Linked DNA regions of Mus musculus: regions 1, 2, 3, 5, 6 and 7 are each linked to region 4. The links are chromatin contacts, called in public Hi-C, HiChIP or PLAC-seq, Micro-C and promoter capture Hi-C maps. All regions are on one chromosome and are shown on one strand. The core of a region is the stretch at or near the end of the contact, and the rest is flanking DNA. Distances in the headings are between cores, read along the strand shown.

Evidence for each region. Promoter capture Hi-C pulls out the DNA fragments that hold promoters and counts their contacts. Hi-C and Micro-C count contacts between places; a contact is called where the count stands out from the background. HiChIP or PLAC-seq counts read pairs in DNA pulled down with a chosen protein or histone mark.
Region 1: a contact with region 4 is called in a Hi-C map of muscle stem cells, with 4 times the contacts expected there. The contact joins the promoter of Cog1 here to the promoter of Sox9 in region 4. A contact is called at or near these places in 1 of 39 promoter capture datasets (liver), 4 of 484 Hi-C or Micro-C datasets (cortical neurons, embryonic stem cells and muscle stem cells) and 3 of 115 datasets of contacts at active chromatin or transcription factors (the NIH/3T3 cell line, neural tube and pancreatic cancer cells).
Region 2: a Micro-C map of embryonic stem cells shows a contact between it and region 4, with 4 times the contacts expected there. The contact joins the promoter of Slc39a11 here to the promoter of Sox9 in region 4. A contact is called at or near these places in 2 of 39 promoter capture datasets (embryonic stem cells and stem cell-derived epiblast-like cells), 23 of 484 Hi-C or Micro-C datasets (adipose-derived mesenchymal stem cells, embryonic stem cells, muscle stem cells and 1 more), 4 of 115 datasets of contacts at active chromatin or transcription factors (all in embryonic stem cells) and 1 of 9 other capture datasets (embryonic stem cells).
Region 3: a contact with region 4 is called in an H3K4me3 HiChIP or PLAC-seq map of embryonic limb bud, with 7 times the contacts expected there. The contact joins the enhancer-like site here to the promoter of Sox9 in region 4. A contact is called at or near these places in 10 of 39 promoter capture datasets (the 3T3-L1 cell line, cranial neural crest, embryonic stem cells and 6 more), 2 of 484 Hi-C or Micro-C datasets (embryonic fibroblasts and stem cell-derived neural progenitor cells) and 9 of 115 datasets of contacts at active chromatin or transcription factors (cardiomyocytes, craniofacial prominence, embryonic basal ganglia and 6 more).
Region 5: an H3K4me3 HiChIP or PLAC-seq map of embryonic limb bud shows a contact between it and region 4, with 8 times the contacts expected there. The contact joins the enhancer-like site here to the promoter of Sox9 in region 4. A contact is called at or near these places in 9 of 39 promoter capture datasets (the 3T3-L1 cell line, frontonasal cranial neural crest, hippocampal neurons and 4 more), 4 of 484 Hi-C or Micro-C datasets (the AML12 cell line, the N1E-115 cell line, adipose-derived mesenchymal stem cells and 1 more), 5 of 115 datasets of contacts at active chromatin or transcription factors (embryonic basal ganglia, embryonic forebrain, embryonic limb bud and 2 more) and 1 of 9 other capture datasets (embryonic stem cells).
Region 6: a promoter capture Hi-C map of frontonasal cranial neural crest shows a contact between it and region 4, with 31 times the contacts expected there. The contact joins the enhancer-like site here to the promoter of Sox9 in region 4. A contact is called at or near these places in 10 of 39 promoter capture datasets (the 3T3-L1 cell line, the C10 cell line, cranial neural crest and 6 more), 1 of 484 Hi-C or Micro-C datasets (adipose-derived mesenchymal stem cells) and 7 of 115 datasets of contacts at active chromatin or transcription factors (embryonic basal ganglia, embryonic forebrain, embryonic hindbrain and 4 more).
Region 7: a contact with region 4 is called in an H3K4me3 HiChIP or PLAC-seq map of embryonic stem cells, with 10 times the contacts expected there. The contact joins the promoter of Sstr2 here to the promoter of Sox9 in region 4. A contact is called at or near these places in 4 of 39 promoter capture datasets (embryonic stem cells, hippocampal neurons, liver and 1 more), 4 of 484 Hi-C or Micro-C datasets (embryonic stem cells and neural progenitor cells), 6 of 115 datasets of contacts at active chromatin or transcription factors (craniofacial prominence, embryonic forebrain, embryonic stem cells and 2 more) and 1 of 9 other capture datasets (embryonic stem cells).

Annotation. Positions count from the first base shown.
Region 1 is chr11:113,648,042-113,651,017 of GRCm38.p6, reverse strand. Cog1 (component of oligomeric golgi complex 1) reads right to left here and starts at 1,489. Exons shown (of 14, transcript NM_013581.3): 1 at 1,143-1,489. The coding sequence starts at 1,457. It also overlaps a transcript of Slc39a11 not described here.
Region 2 is chr11:113,564,395-113,567,136 of GRCm38.p6, reverse strand. It overlaps Slc39a11 (solute carrier family 39 (metal ion transporter), member 11), which reads left to right and starts at 1,322. Exons shown (of 10, transcript NM_027216.5): 1 at 1,322-1,461.
Region 3 is chr11:111,827,106-111,829,805 of GRCm38.p6, reverse strand. All of the region lies in intron 1 of Gm30337 (a long non-coding RNA gene), which reads right to left. Among named protein-coding and RNA genes, the nearest start is that of Gm30337, 26 kb to the right of the region's middle. Within about 2 kb of position 1,300, at least 5 of the 459 cell types and tissues checked have an H3K27ac peak or open chromatin away from gene starts, as enhancers often do. A contact at or near this core is called in embryonic limb bud, where this site is marked.
Region 4 is chr11:112,780,924-112,783,817 of GRCm38.p6, reverse strand. Sox9 (SRY (sex determining region Y)-box 9) reads right to left here and starts at 1,608. Exons shown (of 3, transcript NM_011448.4): 1 at 803-1,608; 2 at 1-9. The coding sequence starts at 1,233. RefSeq lists a promoter at 1,279-1,786, a cis regulatory region at 1,988-2,002 and an enhancer at 2,779-2,894.
Region 5 is chr11:111,960,214-111,963,126 of GRCm38.p6, reverse strand. No RefSeq gene overlaps it. Among named protein-coding and RNA genes, the nearest start is that of Gm30337, 160 kb to the right of the region's middle. Within about 2 kb of position 1,621, at least 38 of the 459 cell types and tissues checked have an H3K27ac peak or open chromatin away from gene starts, as enhancers often do. A contact at or near this core is called in the N1E-115 cell line, adipose-derived mesenchymal stem cells, embryonic limb bud and 1 more, where this site is marked.
Region 6 is chr11:111,788,555-111,791,440 of GRCm38.p6, reverse strand. No RefSeq gene overlaps it. Among named protein-coding and RNA genes, the nearest start is that of Gm30337, 12 kb to the left of the region's middle. Within about 2 kb of position 1,565, at least 2 of the 459 cell types and tissues checked have an H3K27ac peak or open chromatin away from gene starts, as enhancers often do.
Region 7 is chr11:113,617,830-113,620,639 of GRCm38.p6, reverse strand. It overlaps Sstr2 (somatostatin receptor 2), which reads right to left and starts at 1,313. Exons shown (of 2, transcript NM_001042606.3): 1 at 1,018-1,313. It also overlaps a transcript of Slc39a11 not described here.

The DNA of each region.
Region 1 (2,976 bases), core at 240-2,739, 870 kb before region 4:
GTGTTAAATCTTTTGTTACAGCAGCATAGCTGGCCAGAGACGTCAATGTTCCAAATCTCAGTTGTCCTTACTGGGGAGGAGCCACACCTAACTCACTCCTTCCTTCCGAACTATTACATTAAATGGACATGTGGCGATTAATCACCTTTATGCTAAACTATTTTCTACTGCCATTCTAAATTATTCATATTTTAAAAATTCAATTTCCCAAGAATTTCTTTCTTTAATTAGAATGTAAACTTCAAGAACATCTTGGGAGGCTCCTGTTTATGATTTGAACGGAGAGGGCATTCCCCCAGAAATGCACCAGCCATAACCATGAAAATCAATCCATTTCTAAGACTGGGCTTACATAGTTGAAGCTAGCCAGCTAAGTCTGTCCATTTGGGAAGGGGGCTGTACTTAATGTGTAGCTTAGGGAGTGACAGGCTGACAAAGTTCCAACCTTCTTTGCCCACGTTCATTATACTGCCCTAGTTTTTTTGGCTTGGATTTTCTGACACCTAAGTAGCGCAAGAAAGCTGGCTCCACATGTGGGCTAGTGTGCTTTTGTAATTTCTTCTTCTGTTACAGTAAGTTCTCCTAGGTTAAAAACTATTTACCCTCGGCGCCCTCTGCTCATTCCTAAGCCAACACCCAATGTCAGAATTCGATCCGCATCGGGTCTTAAACGTTTCATGGGAGGACATCAGGATACCCTGAGTTTTTTAAACCAGCCTGAAATGAAACTGCTCACCTATTAAAAGGGGGAGGGTCTGACGGCTGAGGCTACCCTCCCCCAATTCTCCAGGCTCGGTCGGGCTCAGGGTGGGATGGGGAATGAATGAATGACTTTGACAGGAAGGTGTGAGCTAACGGGAGAGATCTGACAGTCGAGAGACCCCTGGCGTTTTCAGTTAAAAGGGAAGGAGAGCGCAGCGAACCCACGGGAGGCGAGGGAATCGTCCGGAAGTCCGGGAAGGCTCCCGGAGCAAAAGGCCGGCTGGCTTTTCGGCAGCGGACCAGCGTCCCGAGGAAGGCCCGCAGACGCCTCCCGGTAGCCCGCGGCGGCGAGGGGCGGGCTCCTCCGGCGGAAGGTGAGGGGTGGGGTCCGCCGGGCGGCGGGGGCGGAGGGACGTGGCGGGTTCGGATCCCGGACTGACCTGCGGGGCCCGTGGGACCCGGGGCGCCACGGAGCCGGCCTGGCGGAGGCGGGCGCAGTATTGATCGGTGGCCTGCACGGCGTCCACCAGGCCCTCGGCGCAGCGGCGCATCTGGCCGATGGTGTCCGCCGCCTCGATCAGGTCGCGGTACCGCTCGCCCACCATCTGCCGCAGCTCCTCCTTCTTGTGTTCGATCTCGGCTCGGACCTGGCGCTCCAGCCCGCGGATCTCCTCCGCTCCATGAGTCTCGAAGAGCGCGTTGGGATCGCGCAGATCCAGCCGCTTGAGCGCGGAGGAGGCGGTCGCGGCCGCCATGGTGCTAAGCCAGGGATCCGCCGGCCGCTTCCGCCTGCCAGCCCCGCCCCGCCCTCCCGCCATCATGGATGGGGGCGGAAGTGCTTCCGCCAGGTCGGGAGCCTCGGTGGTCCCAGGGACTGAGCCTCGGTGGCAGTGCTGCTCTCCAGAGCTTATTTTTTACTGTTACAATCTCCCTTCTCTCTCCTTCACTCTTCCTTCCTTCCCTCTTCCTCCCCATTCTCACCCTATGTAGGTGGAGTACGTGCGACAGAAACAGATGCGCGCGGAGGTCATAAGTTGCAGGAGGCTCACTCCTGCCATGAGGATCTCAGTATAGAATTTTAGATGGAATTTTATCGGCTTTGGCGGCAATCGCCTTTGCCTGCTGTGCCATCTCGCCTACCCTGAGCGCTCGTTTCCTTAGAGAAGCGAAATAGTTAAGGTTGTACTTGGTGGTCAAAGTCTTAGTGGCCCGGAGCCCCTTGCGTCGCACCCAAACCCTTTCCTGGGGAGGGAAGAGCTTCACCGTGGGGTTCATTATGGTAAAGATGCACGTATGGTCGTGTTGCTGTCGGTCTTACATGCATGCACGCTTTTGCCTTCGATAGACCATCACAGCAACCAGGACTGGGCCTTGGGACTCTTCCCTTAGGACTTGGCAGCTGGAGATCTGAGTGACGGCTGTGGTCCACCTTGTTACCTGGGTCTTCTATTTTATTTAAATATTGTTTAGTGGCCACAAAATGGGTTTCCCTGTTACAGGCCTCCTGTGGTGGAGAACGATGGGGAGTCCATGATGCCAGAGGATTGGACATCCTGAGATTGACCCAGTAAGAAAACCTGGACGTTCTGGCTTGCTGTTCATAAGTCCGTTCAGGGCCCTTCGTTTTGGAAAAGTTTGCTGAAGAATTCTTTCCTATGTTAACACAGAGAAAACAGTATTGTGTGTTCAGCAGCCCTGTACCACAGACAGCCTCTGGGTTTTCTCTCCCGTTCACCACTGCCACTACTTCGAGGCAAATGTCACAGCAATAGATTGATATCTAAATAAGGGGGTTTACTTACGACATTCCAGCAAGAAGAGTCCCTGCTCTATGCACAACTGAAGCCCAGGGAATTTTACTTACCTCGGGGAAGGGGGTTAACTCAGAACTCAAGCCACTTGGCTTGAGATACCGCCTACGCGTCAGAGTTCCCCCAGCACAGCGCGCCCCCTGGTGGCGCAGCGGTGACGTGCAGTCCTTTCTATAGTCCCGCGCTACCGGCTGCTTTGGTGCTGTTTTGCTTCTGAGCCTGCAGAATCTGTCTTCCGTGTTTGGAAGCGCTTCTCTGTCAGGCAGAAACTTTCCCCAGGACTTCTTGCACCTACTGTGCCAGCCTGGGGCCTGGGACTGGTCCACAAGACCTTCTTGGGCCTTTGAAGGCAGCGATGCCCTGGTGCAGGGATTTCAGCCTTGTAGAGGCTAGGTCTCACCCACAACACCTAGTGTGCAGGACTGGCAGGGACAGTGGCTGCAGCTGTAGTTTCAGGTGCCAG
Region 2 (2,742 bases), core at 73-2,572, 780 kb before region 4:
GATTCCCACGACAAGGGAGACGACCCTGACTTAACAACCAGCCATTAGGTTTTTCCCATATGGAAGACATACCCCTAAAGGGCAGTTGGGGCTGGGGTGGATGGGAGTGCAGGGTCACAACCATTGTTAAATCCAGGTCTGCCATGAAATCCTTTGTGCTGCTGTCTAGAAAACCATCATTCCACCAGGTGGACAAGATGACCCTGGGTAACAACTATTCAGAAAGAGAACAGCACCGGCTGCACTCAAAATCGTTCTGGCAGCGTGCAATGTCTTTGCTGTGTAAATCTCCTAGCTGCCTATGTGGCCAGACTTGCAGTCTGCAGCCTCTTTTTAAGTTGCTCAAAGGGTTACCTGGGTCCAGGACCTGAGATTGAAGGATGTCAATGTATGTGAAATGCTTAAGCCTAGCGTGTATATAAGTTAATAAAACCTGGTGGGAGCTGATTGGGCATTCGCTGAGAGCTGGACAACCACCCTAAGAGAGTTCTTCCTTCATCGCTGCGAATACAGAGTGGTCCTCACTAGGAAGGCACACCGCTCTCTAAGAGGGTAATAGATGCCTGCTCTTACTGTCTTCTTTGTATACTCCAACTGCAGGCTGTTCTCCTGTCCTGAGTACTTTATGCTTGGGCTGCCAAATGCAACACTGACCACTCATTTAACTTTACATTTCAAAAAACAGTCATGACATTTGCATGTGTGCATCCCTTACAGGGCACAGGGCATACTTATAATAAGAAACTATTTGTTGTTTTCCTGACATTCAAATTGAACCAGATATCTGGCCTTCATTTTATTGCAGCTAAATCTAGTCAAGGTGTTTTCATAGAAGCCCTGGAGCGGAAAGCCTATGACCTGGGGTGATGCTTCGCATATGTGGCCCTCAGTGGGTCCTCAATATTGACATTGACAGGCTGTAGTCAGCAAGTGAAAGATTGCAAGCTCAAGTAGAATGCAGAGCCTGGGCATCCTTCTAATGGAAGGTATTGACCTTGAGAATAAAGCCATTGACCTTCAGAATGTTGCCCATCTTGACACTGGCTCCGTAGCTCAGTTAGGACCTATGTTGTCATGTTTAGGACATATGACAAAAGATGTAGACAACATTAAGTACGTCAGAACTGATCCAAAGTGCCCCTTCTTTGGGTGTCTGTAGCCTCCCCAAGATTTCCTGGGGTGTGTGCACTGCCCTAGGCCTTCGCCTTTGCATTTGTGGACTTGGGGGAAGGGGAGAGTGCTGCTTTTGCCCGCCCGCCTCTGTTCCTGCGAGCACGGAAGCCTGTGAACCTGAGACTTTATTCTCCAGGCAGGATTCGCCGGTTGCGAAGGGGCGGGGCCCGGCGGTGGAGGGCCACGTGTGCTGGAGTGAAGCAGGAAGTGACCGCGAGAGTGGAGCCGGGCGAGCGAGTGGCATCGGGGGCTGATGGAAGTGGAGAGGGGGCTGGAGAGGGCACCCTAGTGAGTCGCCTTTTCTCTCCTTCAGGCCCGGGGTGCCGGGCAGTCTCGAGAGTGTGCAGCGGCCTGGAGCTTGCAAAGGGGTGCCCTAAGGTGCAAGTCCTGGAAGAGCAGCAGGGGCTGTGACAGGTGGCAGGGGGAGGAGGGTGTTTGGGACCCCTCTGCTCCACCCTAGGATGAGCTGGAGACAGTGATGCGAAGCTCCTGAGTGCACAGCCAAGGGTCTCTTCATTCATTGTTTCATGGTGGTGTGTATAGGGGACAAGGGACCTGTGGTATCAGTGGCAGCCATTCGGAGGCCCCTCCCACCTCCACCTGTGGCAGGTCTGGGGGAGGCTGGAGAGCCGGCAGCATGCCTGCCTCCTGGAGAACTTTTTCATGTTCATGCTAGTGGTCCAGATCCTGAATCTGTCTCATGGGCGTCTCTGGTAAAGTCCGGTCCACGAGTTCTGTGCCAGCTCCCTTAAGCCCACGCAGTGCCTCGCTTTAACTAAACCAGCGTTTTGAAGTGCGGAGGCAACATTTAAAAGACAGGGAAAGAGACAGAAAAGGACAGAAGGAAATTTACTGGAGTCATGGGAGCTGGCTGCTCTGTGCTGTCAGCCCGCTGTTGGCTTCTCTCAAGTTATAGGATGGGTGGAGAATGGTCCCCTGTCCTGGTCACTGGTCCAGTTTATGATGTCAATATCCAGCTCTGGAGAAAGTCTGAAGCAGACTGCCTGGCAAGATTTAACTCCCCCATGGAGTTAAATAAGGTGCAGATTTGGGGAATCCCACAAGTGTGTGATGTCGCCTGCGCCCTGTGCTTTTACGTAGCTCCAACGGCTGGAGATGGAGCCCCTATGGTAGAGTGCTTGCTTACCATGTACAAAGCTCTGAGTTTGATTCCCCAGTACCACAAAAACCAGCTATTGTAGCACACTCTGGCAATTCCGGCTTTGGGAGGTGGAAGGCAGGAGGATCAGGAGTTCAAAGCCACTCTCTGCTACACAGTAAGTTCCAGGCTACATTAAAAAAAAAATCATCTAAGTAGCTCTCAAGAGGGACCAGACATCTGGCTTTCCACCACCCTTAGAGAGTAGCCAGAGTTTTCAAACAGTGAGTGGAAGAAGAGGCGTGCTGGGCTCACACTGTGATAAGTGGTGGGTGGCCAGGGCTCTGAGTTCTCAGGAACTCAGTTATGCAGTGAACTTAGAAGAGTGTTTTCCTATCTCTCTGGCCGCCATGGAGACGCACAACTCCCTTTGGTTTGATTTTGCTGGCTGGCAAATGGGAATCGTTTCT
Region 3 (2,700 bases), core at 51-2,550, 950 kb after region 4:
CTCTGATGCAAGAAATGAGTTAATCCCTCGATGGACTCATATTATGATGTAGACTATAAAGATTTTATAATAGGTGGAGCTTTCTTGAAGGAAATAGGTCCTGGTTGGGGGCATATCCTGATGCCTTCTTATATTTCTTCTTTCTGCTTCCATACTACGTAAAGTAAACAGCTTCTCTCCACCCCATAATCCCATCTCTGCTATGATGTTGTGCCCGTCCATATTCACGGGGTCAGATGACTAGGAACTGAACCTCTGCTACTGGTGAGAGCCAGAAGCACATACTTCCATTTTTTGGATTATTTTCAGTGGTATTTTTTTAAAGCTGATAATAAAGCTAAAAGAATGGTAAAGTTAATCACAACAATGGCTCTCATCCCTTCTTAAACAGAATCGCAACAGTTCTATTGCCACCTGGGCCAAGGGTCAGCTGAAAGTGATGGGATCAAAAAAACTAGGAGATGGTGGAAAAGGACAGAAAGCTACAGAGACAGTTCTTCTTTTTCTTTTTTAATGGTAGAATTTAGATCAGAGTTTGTCTGTCTGTCTGTCTGTCTCTCTCTCTCTCTGTGTAAACTTGTTCTTGTGTGTGCATCATATCATTTCTTGGGCAAGTGCTTCCTTGTGACTCAGAGCAATCAGCATATTCTGTCACACATGACTTTGTTCTACGCTGACTTGTTGGATGGTCAAGCTTTTTAATGTATTGATTGGTTGGTTGATCAATTCACTGATTGGTATGAAGGATAGATGGATGGAGAATCTGTGGATTGAGGGGAGTGCAGATAGCTCTCATCCTGGTCTCTGCTCTAGATTAGAGGAATCTCACGTAAGCGCCAAAGACTGCTACCCCATTAGAAAGAAAATCACTTGGCTGCCCCAATCTTTTGCGTCCAATTTATGTCCAATTTGCAGACTTTCAACATTGCAACCTCACAGTTCATAAAATCAAACTCAGCCTGAGCTAAGTCTCCAGGTAATGGGTTTAGGATCACGGGAGGTGTTACCTGCAGTTCATGATGGGTAACTTTCTTGTTAACTAAAGTCCCTTTAGCTAAATGAGTTCCAGCTTTAAGTCTCCCCTCTCTCTCTTTTTTTTGGCATGAGTTTTTGGGGTGGGGGTTGGGCAGGCGTAGAATTTTATTAGGCTGCGCGTGGAGAGCTTTTCATTGCAAAGGCAACAGGGGAAAAAATGGGATAAGCCAGTCTTTGTATAAACGGAAGGTGGTGAAAGGAAGGCTGTGTATAGGGGCGAGGGGATCAACCCTCAGGCTCCTCTTGGCTATATGGAGACTCCAGGAGACGGCCTGGTGCTCAGAGTGGAGCCTGGCTATTTCCGCAGGTAGCTGAGGCTCTGCAGGGAAGGCCTAGCTAGAGAAACCGCAGAAGGAGGGGGGCTGGAAGGACTCTGTGGGAGCGCTTACCATCAGTTGTCCAGTCCTGTACCTCTGATTTTAGCAGCAGTCTCCCTTTCCCCCTCTTGCCTTAAGAGAGTTTTAATCTTTTGTCGGCCATTGAAAGGAGGTCACCAGCATTCTAGGTGTGTGTCTCAAGCTAAGAATCTGTATGTGTATAGTGTCATCAATCTGTGTATACAGACACACTAGTGATTTGAGAAGCTGTCCCAGAACCCTAAGTAGAAGGACTTCTTCCAACTTGGTGGCTTTTCGGCTCTTCGTTTGAGAAGTTGGATTAATTTGATGTGCATGTTTTAAAAATAGTCATTTATGGTACTGTGTGATTTAAACAGCTCATGGAATTGTATTTAATATGACCCTCTGGCAGCTGCAATGCCAAGTTCAGCCACTTCTATATTTTGACTTCAGTTTCTTTACTGAAATCACCAAGCTGCAAGCAGCTTACTCCTTATCTGTATATACACACCTCTTACACTTTGTGAGGCTAGTCTTGGTTGTCAACTCCATGGACCTAGGAAGAGAAAGTCTCCTTGAAGACCCACTTCCATCAGATTGATCTGTAGGTAGCTCTATGGGGAGTTTTCATGAATGCAGACTGGTGTCAGAGGGTCTAGTTGACATGGATGGTACCTTCCCAAGACAGGTGGGCCTGGGCTATTTAAGAAAGGGATTATAGATATCCGAGCTAGCCAGTGAGAGCAAGGCATCCAGCAGCACTTTCCCCTGACCTCTTACATCCCTCATAACCATGCTTCCTGTTTCAAGACAGAACCTCACTAAGCTGTCAGGCAGGGTTCGAATTTAGAATCCTCTTCCACAGCCTCCTCAGCATCTGAGATAGCATATAAGCTCATTATTATTCTTTAATTACATACTGAAAGTATGTGATTTTTACATGTATTTAATTATAGGTTTTCCAATCATATAGGGCTAGGAGATATATAGGCCAGATTTGATATATTCTACAAGGCTTTTTTTCAGGATTGACAAATGATGTCTTGACCATTGTGCTATTATAACAGTATCTTACCAGAATAACACACACACACACACACACACATACACACTACACACATGCACACACATATGGACACACACATACATACAGATATGTACACATACAAATTCATATACACATATACAAATATGCATACACATATATAAATGCACATACACATATACACAGGCATATACATACATGCACATACAAATAAGCAAACACATGCATACACATCTATGAGATGTTTTTAATGGCAAGATATTCCCATGATAATAATCTTGT
Region 4 (2,894 bases), core at 359-2,858:
TTCAGCAGCCTGGGGGGGGGGGGCAGAAGAAAAGAGGGAGGGGGTCAATGAAACCCCGGGAGCTGTCAGGTCCCCACCCCTCCTTCGCGCACTACCCCCTCCCTCCAGTCTGCTTTCCATCCCTCTCTGAGACTCAGAACTTTTTTTTTCCTTTCTTTTTCTTTTTAAAAAAGTGCTCAGAGTCGACCTGAGCGGTCACTCTTCGCCCCGCCCCCTCCCCTGGCCTCCTATTTTGGAAACCCTGAAGATGGAAATAGCTCCCTGCTGAGGCTGCTCTAAACGCCTTTGCTACCGGAGCGGTCCACCCCTCCCAACACGCAGTAAAAACTTTCCGAAAACCCATTTAAATTGCAAGAAGCTCGCTCTGTTGATCCATGCCCCTGCCGGTTCTCAGTAGCTTTGCCCAATTCTTGCCTGGGTCTCCTCTAGTCTCAGTTACACTTTCCCTTCACTCCATCTCCCCAGGAATGAGCGCAGTTGGCCTAAGGAAGGTGGGCTTGCTTCCTCTAATTGTTCCTTTCCAGAGGGACCAGGCTGGCACACCCCCTCACTCCTTTCTACCTTCCTAAAAGCAGTCATATTCACGCCCCCATTCCCCCCCCCCCCGCCATAACCAAGAGCAATCCCAAGAACTTTCTCAAAATCTGAGCCACTCCCTCCCCCCGCCCCCGGCCGCCCTGCATCCTGGACCAAAGACCCCAGGATGCACAACTCCGCGGCTCAGGGAGGCGGGGCGGGGTCGGTGAGTGCAGCCCGCGTCCCCCCTAGCCACCGAGCCCTCCCTGGCGGCCCGCGCGCTCACCTCCAGAGCTTGCCCAGAGTCTTGCTGAGCTCCGCGTTGTGCAGATGCGGGTACTGGTCTGCCAGCTTCCTGCGCGCAGCCTGCGCCCACACCATGAAGGCGTTCATGGGTCGCTTGACGTGTGGCTTGTTCTTGCTGGAGCCGTTGACGCGCACGGGCATGGGCACCAGCGTCCAGTCGTAGCCCTTCAGCACCTGGCTGACCGCCTCGCGGATGCACACGGGGAACTTATCTTCCTCGCTCTCCTTCTTCAGATCCGGCTCGCCCTTGGGGAAGGTGTTCTCCTGGGGCCGGGTGTTCTCCGTGTCCGAGCCGGAGCCCGAGGGACAGGGCGAACCAGCCGAGTCCTCCGACATGGTGGGGCTGGGGGCGCCAGACAGGCCCTTCTCCTGCTCGTCGGTCATCTTCATGAAGGGGTCCAGGAGATTCATACGCGAGCCCGGGGCAGGGGGCGGGTGGCCGGGAAAGGCGAGAAGCCGCGGCGGCTGGGGCTCCTCTTCCCTCAGCTGCCCGGACGCGGACGCCGAGCGAACGGCTCCCGGGGAGGTTGGCGCGTCACCGGGCTGCGGCGGCGGGCACTTAGCAGAGGCGCTGGGTGGCGGGTCTCAGCTGCCGGCTCTAAACCCGGGGAAGGCGAGTCGGAGCGGAGGAGGAGGGAGGGAAAACAGAGAACGAAACCGGGGCCACTTGCACCTCGTCTCTCTTGCAAAGAAAAGTTCCTGGACTGAAACTGGTAAAGTTGTCGCTCCCACAGAAGTTTCCAGGCAGTTCCGAGCAGCGCTCTCGGCTCTCCGACTTCCAGCTCAGGGTCTCTAATAAATACTCCTCCTTCACGTTAGATACCTCGGGCCAATCACGGCTAGCTCTTGAGTCATCAGTGTTGGCAAGTCGCTGATTGGACCGGATTTTGGAAGGGGGGCTGGGGAGGATTGTGGCTCCGGGTTGGGTGACGAGACAGGAGGGGAGGAGAAGGGAGGGGAGCTCAGCCAGAGGGTGGATGGTGGGGTGAGGGGACTTGGAGGGGGGCGCGGGGCAAGCGGGGGACCCGGGACGTCCGAGTGTGTAAGTTTGCTCTCTACTCTCGGAATGTCACAGTTTTGGAACGGTCTCCGTGTGAACCGATGTGTGTGTGTGTGTGTGTGTGTGTGTGTGTGTGTGTATGTGTGTGTGTGTGTGTGTGTGTGCGCGTGCACGCGAGCGTGTCTAGACTAGGACCCTCCACAACCCCCCACCCCCACTTTTCGATGCTGTCTCCGTGGTACCCGGGACTTCGCTGGCGTTTACAGCAATGGAAATTGCAACAGCTGCTCGTCAAAGCGGAGCTGGGCTTCTGCGCCTGGAGTCTGCCGGCTTCCAAAAAAAGTGCTTAGAAATGGTCTTTTGGAAGCAAATGTTTGGGTGACTCAACGCCCGCTGTTCTCTGTAATAATCCATATAAATAGATTAACGCGCTCTGGTTCAACGAAGCTGGTGTGGTGACTGGAGCTTCTGCTGCGCTCCCGCAGTGGGGAATCAATGAAAACCAAAGCCGAGCACCAGGCAAAGGCTGGCGGCAGGGACCGCGCAGTCCCCGGCTCTTGCGGCCGGTCCCGTGGGCCACGCCGACCTTGAACTGACAAGTCCTTTCCCGGCCCCTCCAGTACTCTGACGCCCCTCGTAGTCAGGATTATTACTTTAGAGTTCTGCTTCTTGCCTCCTGACTGAGTCACAAACACCGTCAGGCTCGCCACTGGAGTTTGCAAAACTACTCCGGGGTTGAGGGCGAAGTTTGCAAAGGTGGCAGGGCCGGGCGGTGAGGCCGAGAAGGCCCTTGACTTGGACTGGAGACTCCAGACAAAACGGGCCACTTTGGCGGAGCCCTGTGGCTCCCTTGCTTGGGCCTTCCTTTTACCAGATACCTAAGAGGGCGAAGCTCTAGGCGTCTGGACTTTAGTTGCGTCCTCTTAGACCTGCACACAGGTGGGCGTTCTGGGGGAGGCCACTTAGGTGTCCGTTGCACTTTAAGAGTGCTTGGAGCCGAAGCTGCGTGTTTACTCAAACTCTTAGAGCAAGGTTGGCTAAGGGAGGAATTATCTTTTCTGGAACGAATAAA
Region 5 (2,913 bases), core at 372-2,871, 820 kb after region 4:
ACTTTTTTGTTTTCTATAATTTACACGTGAGTGCCTCTTAAGTGCTTAGAAAGTTCTCTGAAGGCCTGTAGAAGCAGACATCCCATGGCCTCTTCTAACCCCAGCCTGAGACATTCATTCTCTAAGACATCTAATTTTTGCTGTAGAAATTCAGGATGTCTTGGGCAAAGTCTGATAAGTTGATCACTCTATTAACAAGTGTGTTTTGTGAAAGGGTGGTTGAAAATCTGGCCTGGTTTAAGCAAACCGTATCAGATTTAGCTGAGTACTACAGTATTATATATGTCTATCAGCATAGTTGTATATAGACCATCCCAAATTATCCTGTCTTGATGCTTGCAAGTTATTGAAAGGGATATTGGAGCCTCTTTGAGTTCTAGGAATTTCTGTAAGAAAAAAATTAATATTTTAATTTATCATAAATAGTGAAAAATATTGTTTTTAATTAAGGGAGAAAAACCAAACCCATCCACTATATGTCTGTGTATTGTTTTTCTGCCAAAACTATTGAGATTAATAATTTCTAAGATGCTTCTAGAGATGGCATCCTATAGTCTCTTGCTCTTATAAAATTGGTGCTGCTCGAAGACAAAAGGAATTTCAGAGTGGAGACTAGCGTACAAAGGGTTAAGTGGGAGGGTAGCTATGCTGCCATTTTAGGAGACCATTTAAACCAACTAAGTACACTGACTACTGCTATTGTTTATTTTCTTTCTAGTCTAGGGATTTTTTTCCCCCTTTTTAATCTGCCAGAAGGGAACCTTCAGGATTTGAGCCTGAACGTTGTTCCTCAGACTTGAATTTATTTTTTAATTACGGTTAAAATAAAAATAAATGTTCGCTCTTTTGGAGACATGCAAGTTTGGGGAGATAAAAAAAGCAAGAGAGAGAGAGAGAGAGAGACTTCCTCATCTGAAAAGATTTAATGCTAATCTGTGCTGTAAAAGAGAGTTTTGAAAAATATAAAACAAAAAGCTTTCAATGTGGTCAAAGACCAATGTAAAGTGATATATTTCAGACCGGAGGGATGGTGTAACTTATCCCTGTCACAGTTGCCTGTTTATTGTGTTTGTCTGGTTGGCCTGGCAACCAGCTCATAGCTTTGCACTCATTTTATAATGTTCCTGTAAATGTTAGGTAGGTCTGGATTTATTATACACTGTCAACACCTAAAATGGAACCCACTGCTTAACGCAGTTCATTTGGCTTCATGCCCCTGCCTCTTAAAAAAAAAAAAAAGTGTGTGTGTGTGTGTGTGTGTGTGTGTGTGTGTGTATGTCTGTTAAGGAAAAAAAAATCCTGTAGTGAATCCAAAAGAAACGTAACCTAGACAAAACTAGTAGTTGGGTGGTACAGGCAATGTCAAAGGATCATTTGAGTTCTGTAGTGAGCTGTTGTGTTGTTGGGTGGGAACTTGTGACTCACAGTATTTGTGACTTGGATTTAGAGGGACAGAGTACCAAGAACCATATTTATTGCTGAATTTATCATCCCCAAAGAAACCAGATGGCAATCAGCGTTGTTCAGAAAGGCTGCGGAGCCACCAGGGAATGAATCATAAGGCTATTAGAAGCTGGATGGATTTTTCTCCTTCTTATTAACAGGCTTATTTCATCCGCCTACTGTATGACCAAGCAAGTTTGATGGAGTCCCAAAAGATAGCAACCCAGAGATGTTATTCAGAGAGACTACTGAGATAGCTGAAGCATTAAGAGGAAATGGATTCAGAGTGCCAAAGTGCTTCAGAAATATTAAAGGGAAATGTGAGACGCTGGTCATAACCAGTGCATGGGAAGTCAGCAAAGCAATAATGACAATAGCAGACGGGTCCCTCTGCTGCCTGGTGCTCTGTCAGTCACACTCTAAGCCTGTTCGGCCAAAACCCTGCTGGAGGCATAAATGACGATCAGTCAGGATGCTCCTTTGTCTAGCCCGCTGGTCAGAATCAGTGAAAGAGTCATTAAGTCCTGCTCTCTATTAACTATGTCAGATGAGCAAGGTCATCCTTCTGACAGGTCACTGTGTATCACAAACCTGATGATTGAGTGACTCGGAAAAAAATAAAATGGTTTTCAGAAACTGTGGCATCCACTTCTAAGCTCTGCTTAAACCAATGTTCTAGCTTCTTCCTTAGTTGTTTATCTTTGCAGTATTAAAAAGAAACTGAAACCCAGGGAAAAGATTCTAATGAGATAAGGCACTATCAGCATGACGTTTGGAAGTGAAGCTTCTGTGTGTTCAGTGTCATGACTTAAATAATTACTATAATCATAGAGATTATACATTATGTCATGGTGGTGAACTTGTAAATAGATCATACTACCAAATCTTAATCCCTTTAGATCCAACTTGCATTTCATGGAATTAATCACTAAAGGCAATCATACATGCAAGGGATTTTGCTATGTATTTTTTATATGTTTTGTAAGGTTTCCAGCATGTATCATCAATATATATATATATATATATATATATATATATATATATACATACACACACACAAACACACACACACACACACACACACACACACACACACATATATATATATATATATATATATATATATATATATTAGTAATGCCGGTTGATATGGAAGTTGACATGAAAGCAGGGGATTTGACTGTGGAAATAAAGAAGTGTTTCTCGTGTCACGGGAATGCTAGCACACAGAAGGGTCCTATCAACAACAATAGAATGAATGAGCACCTAAAGTAAACTTCAGCAGAATAACAACTTATAAATAGGTGATCGTCATTACACAACAGTTAGTTTCCATCCATGCCAATTCAATCACATCAATTTCCACATTAAAATCGAAATGCCTCTTTGTGTTCCTGCACATTGACCTCTGACACTTCCCTTCCATGTTTCCCACTGTTGGGTTGGTCTTATTCCATTCTCCATCTGCCT
Region 6 (2,886 bases), core at 316-2,815, 990 kb after region 4:
TCTCATTCTCGGAGATAAGCCTCACACTTCAGATATGGCCTTGGACCAAATGGTCACATTTCCCCTTTTCCTCCAATGAATCAGTAACCAGAATGTTCTGGTTTCTTCTCACATCCTTACAGAGTTGTGCTTATAGCTCCTCTCTTATCCCAAGGCACCAGAAAAGCTTCCAGTTCTCTATACCTCGATTCTCAAATTGGTGCAGACAAAGAACTTCTGCTCAGCACCCTCACTGCATACCCAGAATTCTCTATAGCAACTGTCTATCTAGAATTTATCTGACAGCTGTTATCTCCAACACACTAAAATATTACACTCCTTTGCTGTGGTGAATATCTTAGGCCAATCTCCTGTTTCTAGCAGATAGAATCATGCGATGCTGTAGAAAAACCGCGGGGGGGGGGGGGCTGCTGCGAGATGTTTGAAAGATTTATCCCCCCCCCCCTCTCTCTCTATATATATATATTCACAGAATAGCATTTTACCTTTAAGAACCACCTGAATTTCTTCTGACGATGAGCAAATATAATCTATTATAAAATTGTGAGGGAGAAATTGGGGGTTCCTGTGCGGAGTGGGAGGGGGGCTTTGGTGATTTGTGGTGTACTATAAAGTTGGGGATTCCAGGACATGGGTAGAAAAAGAAACTCCTTGGTATTCATGTGAGAGAAAGAAGATGGGGGTACCTGCATGGAGTTAAAGAGACAGATTTGGCAGTTCTTGCGGGGGGGGGGGGGGAGGGAGGTGGAAGGGAGAAGTTGGGGTCTTGGGAGAGAGGGAGGGTGTATCTCAGTGTGCGTATGATCAGAATGGTTGCCTACACATCGTTTAGAACACAAACCTATCATGGAGTAAATAAAATATATGCTGTTAAAATGGATAAAAGTGAAATACAGAAAATGTTTCTGGGTGGTAGCAATGCTAAGGTCCAGATGGAAATTTAGCTTGAATTTGGCTCACACTACTCCAGTCACTGCACATTTTCGACTATTTATTTTCATACCAAGTCTCTCCTAGTAAGGTGGGTATCAAATGGAAATTTTTTTTTCTGAAAGTGGCATTTCAAATAATAACAATAATAATAAAATCCTGGATCAGGAACAAGTTTTCCATTAGATGCATAAGGAAGCAGCATGGGGCGTTTGGACAGGCCTATATTTTCTTGCTAATTTAATCAGCGCAAGTATATGACATCTTTCCATTTCTTTATTAAAAGTTTGTTTTTCTATCCCTTTCAATGGTTGCTTCCAACTCGGAGTCATTGGTTGCTCTTGTGCTCAAAACCAAATGGCATCCATTTAATTTGTACCATGGGGGAAGGAAAGCTGGGGTCTGTGAGGTGGGCTTTATCCGTGCCATGGCTCCATATATAGAAAATCGATTTTCCAACCGTACCAAATGATAAAGTCCATCTTTGATATACGCCTGTCTCGCTGCTTTCCAGGTCTTAAGGCATCTGATCTCAGGTCAACTCCCCTTGGAGTGTAATTCAGAACACAGTCCCTTCCCTTTCGAGGTCTCATGCCACGGGGCACGGGTTTGTTTACTTTGGCTAAGACAGACCTTATGAAAGAAATTATTCTGCAGCCTAACTGACAAGGCTGGGCATGGGGTATAGAGAAATGGAGCCTCTCCCAGTGGCCCTTTGCCTGGAATTTGTCCTAAAAGCATGAAACTGAGTCAGATTTGTAGCAGACAGATGTGGGTAATATATGCACCACCTTTCCATCCTGGTGTCCGTTTGCATGGGAATGAAAGACGGCTGTCCTGAAGTGATGCTGTGGCTGTGGATGTTTCAAAAGATTTGGTCCTTGTTTGCTTGGAGAAATCTACTGTGGGGGCCCTTAGACAAACCAAAAGGAACTCCTGTGATGGTGGAGCACGTTTCTGAGAATAATGAGCTAAGAAAGTTTTATTATAGCTTGACCAATATGTTTGGTGTGAACAAAGAAATCTCTCGACTATGACGACAGGGCTCACCTCCATACCTTCACCTGTAAGATGGGTCTACTTGGCAAGTTGTGGCCATCTAGACAAATACCTCTTTTTACAAACTCCACCAACACCAAACTCTAAAACAAGGGACAAATAACTGAGTCAACAACTTTAACAGGGGACTAACAAGGGATCAAAGAGTTGGTTGCTGTGGTTCTGATGTCGTTGTGGATGAATTTCCAGAAGCTTTTAGAATTACTCTCAATAAGATTGTAACTGTGTGGTCGTTATAGCAGTCTGCCTGTAACATTTTCATTTTTCAGCAAACTATTCAACTTGCATAATAAATGATCTCTATGATTTATGGATGTTTTACTGTAAAGTCACATGGTGATTTTAGTGACATGGTGATTTCCTCACAATGAGCCAGATGGAGCATTAAGACTGGAGAGGTGACTCCGTATAAGAGAACTTGCTAGCTATATCAGGAGGAAGATGAGCTCAAATCCTCAGTACCCACAGCAAAAGCCAGACACGGCTATACCTGCTAATAATCTTAGAAGTGGGGAATGACGTTCCCCTGTACTGGGGCATATAAAGTTTGCATGTCCAATGGGCCTCTCTTTCCAGTGATGGCCGACTAGGCCATCTTTTGATACATATGCAGCTAGAGTCAAGAGCTCCAGGGTACTGGTTAGTTCATAATGTTGTTGCACCTACAAGGTTGCAGATCTCTTTAGCTCCTTGGATACTTTCTCTAGCTCCTCCATTGGGGGCCCTGTGATCCATCCAATAGCTGACTGTGAGCATCCACTTATGTGTTTGCTAGGCCCTGGCCTAGTCTCACAAGAGACAGCTATATCAGGGTCCTTTCAGCAAACACTTGCTAGTGTATGTAATGGTGTCATCGTTTGGAGGCTAATTATGGGATGGATCCCTGGATATGGCAGT
Region 7 (2,810 bases), core at 64-2,563, 840 kb before region 4:
GGTTTAGTTTCTTTCCAGCATCTTTCTGTTGTGAGCCCTCAAGACCTCCCCATCTCCAAGCCTACCAGACACCTACACACACACACACACACACACACACACACACACACACACACACCCCTCCAAGAATCTGAGGTTGGAACTTGCAGCAGCCCTGTGTAGCCCACCACGATGCTAGAGTGCCCCTCGCCATTGGGGCGAAGGTAGATAAGCGAGGCTCAGGACGATGGAGTTAGTGTGAGGAAAATATTTAGGGTCATAACTCGCTGACTCTGGAAACAACGTGTTCCCTAAGGGATCTTTACCGTTTCTAGGCAGACTGAGGGAGAGTGGATTGCGGTGCCTGCAATGTCCAGCTTCGAAACGCAGAGGGGACTGAGGTGCCAGGGGCAGCTAGGAGCGCTGACAGTCGCTTGGGGACCTGACCATTCAGTAGCTGGTTCTCTCCAATCTAGACAGATTCTCTGCCTGAGGGCGGCGGGTGGGGGGGGGGGGGAGGGAGGGGGACCTGACCGCAGACGAATTTGGGCTGCCTCCCCATCAGGGCGATAAAGAGCCCTGAAGAATCTGCTTTCCTTCTTTTTCGGTGACGTCCCCATCACTGTCCCTCCCTAACTTAGGTCTCAGACTGTGGACCCTGTGGTGGCACTTGGCATGTCCCTTCTCCTTTAGCTGGTGTCTCTTTCCTCGGACCAGGGCTGTTTCGCAGGTGGCTAGGAAACAAGTTGTCCCCATCGGACACGCAGGGCACACGCCACGGTACTTGGGCATTTTCTTTGAGAACAAATCCGTCCCAGAACACACTACCTTTCCACCCCAGACACCACGATATGCATCTTTCATCCACCTGTCACCTCCAAAGGCACAAAAACAGAGAATTTGCGCGCCGGGACCAACGTGCAGGTCGCCGGGATCGGCGGTCTATCCCCAGAACAGATGCATGCAGGTGCCCAAAGTGTGCTTGTCCCTCCCTCCATCTCACGGTGACACACGCGTATGCACACTGGCACCCCTCACCTTGGTTTTCCTCGAGCACTCGCTTCCCTGTGTTCTCTAGCACCCAGAAGCTGTTCTTTTACCCAGCTGGGCGTCCAGGAGCACAGCAGGCTTAGCGGGTGTTTGGCGCTCAGCAGTGGCTCCCGGGGCTCCCAGCTTCCTTGGCTGGCTCGTGCTGGCCCTTCTGGCGTCTGAGAGAGCTTGCCCGGGCCCCGAGAGAGCTAGCTTGGCCTGTAGATCATTGACGCCCAGCCGCGGACTGGTGCTCCAGGCGCCGGTGGCCTCGCGAGCGCGCCGGTGGCTGCGCCGCTAGCAGTGGCCCGGGCGGGTGGCAGCCCCTGGGCACACTTCCCCACGCCCCCGCCCGTGACGTCACGGCAGCTTGGCTCCGCCTGCCGGGTCCTGTTGGACCCGGTGAGCAGAGTGGAGAAAACCTGCGGGTGGCCCAGGATAAGACAGCAGACCTTGATGCTGTTGGATGGTGAAGCGATGTCAGTGTCTCCACGACTCCTCCCTATGAGGGCGCGCGTGGCTTTCTTTCCGATTTCAGTGACTCGGTCTGGTTTTACCCAACAAATTCCAGGCAGCTGGTGCGGCGACTTGGGTGACCTAGACTAGCTCCGGGACCTTTAAGACGTGTTCTCAAGTTTGCAAAGCCGTGCCTACCACGGTCCAGTCCCGGGAACAGGGCACAGGTTGCAGAGTCAGGCTAAGGGCAGAGGAAAAAGGGGTGACAGCAGCAAGCGTGTCTCCCGTGCAGGCGCCTGCAGGTGTGCAAGCGCGGGGCACCTGGCTTCAGTTCCTGCAGCCAGCAGGCTCCGCGGGCTCCACCGCTCTCCCAACTGGAGGCCCCGGGCCATGCAGTCTCTTCTAGCTTTAATTTAGCCCGTCAGTCACTGCTTGCTGGTCTGACCCAGCCCCAGCCCAACCGTTCCGCCTACGCGCGCTGTGGCGCTCTGCGGGAGCAAGGAGGGACTCACAAGAAGTGGGAGATGTGTCGCATCAAGTTGCAGCTATTTATTTTTTGACTGTGATGATTCAGCCGATGTTCCAATAGTTTAATAAGTCATAATCAATCCTGTAGCCTCCCTTCCTTCACCTCTTAACACTCCCCCAGAGAGAGAGAGAGAGAGAGAGAGAGAGAGAGAGGAGAGAGAGAGGAGAGAGAGGGGAGAGAGAGGAGAGAGAGAGGGGCAGAGACAGACAGACAGACAGAGACAGTGAGTGCACCCTGGTGGTTTCTAGAACATGAAAAATCAGAAAACAAACCCCCCCCCCCCCGATTAGCTTTCTCTGTGGGTCCTGATGCAGCCATCCTGTTTTTGATCTGCTTGCGGGTTCATCGGGGAAAAGCATAAATCCAGGAGTTGTGTATGTGCGGTGAGTTTTGACAGGGAGCCAGGCAGCAGGTAAAAGCAGCCCGGAATTCTTGTAAGTCAGAGTGTCGCTCACTGGCACCATCTCTACGAGATGTGTGGGCTCTGTGGACTTGATGGAGATTGAAGCAGTGGTTGTCGGGTCCTAGTGTTGTGTGGGTTGGCTTGTCTTTAGGTTTTTTTATGGGCGGGGTTGAAGGGTTGAATAGTGCAGCTCTCAGAACGAGGGGAGTGGCCCTGGGGGAAAGAAGGGGCCCTGAGTGAGCTCAGGCCTCCTCCTCCCTGAGACACAGTTGTTACAATGCCTATTGCCCCCTCTAGTTAAAAACCCTTCCGGGAACAGAGAAGGATGAAGAGCCAGGAAGTGTCCATTCTGAGCTCGGCTCTCTTCGAGTGTCATGAGACCTTGTAAAAGTTCGTCACCTGTTGCTGCAGTTT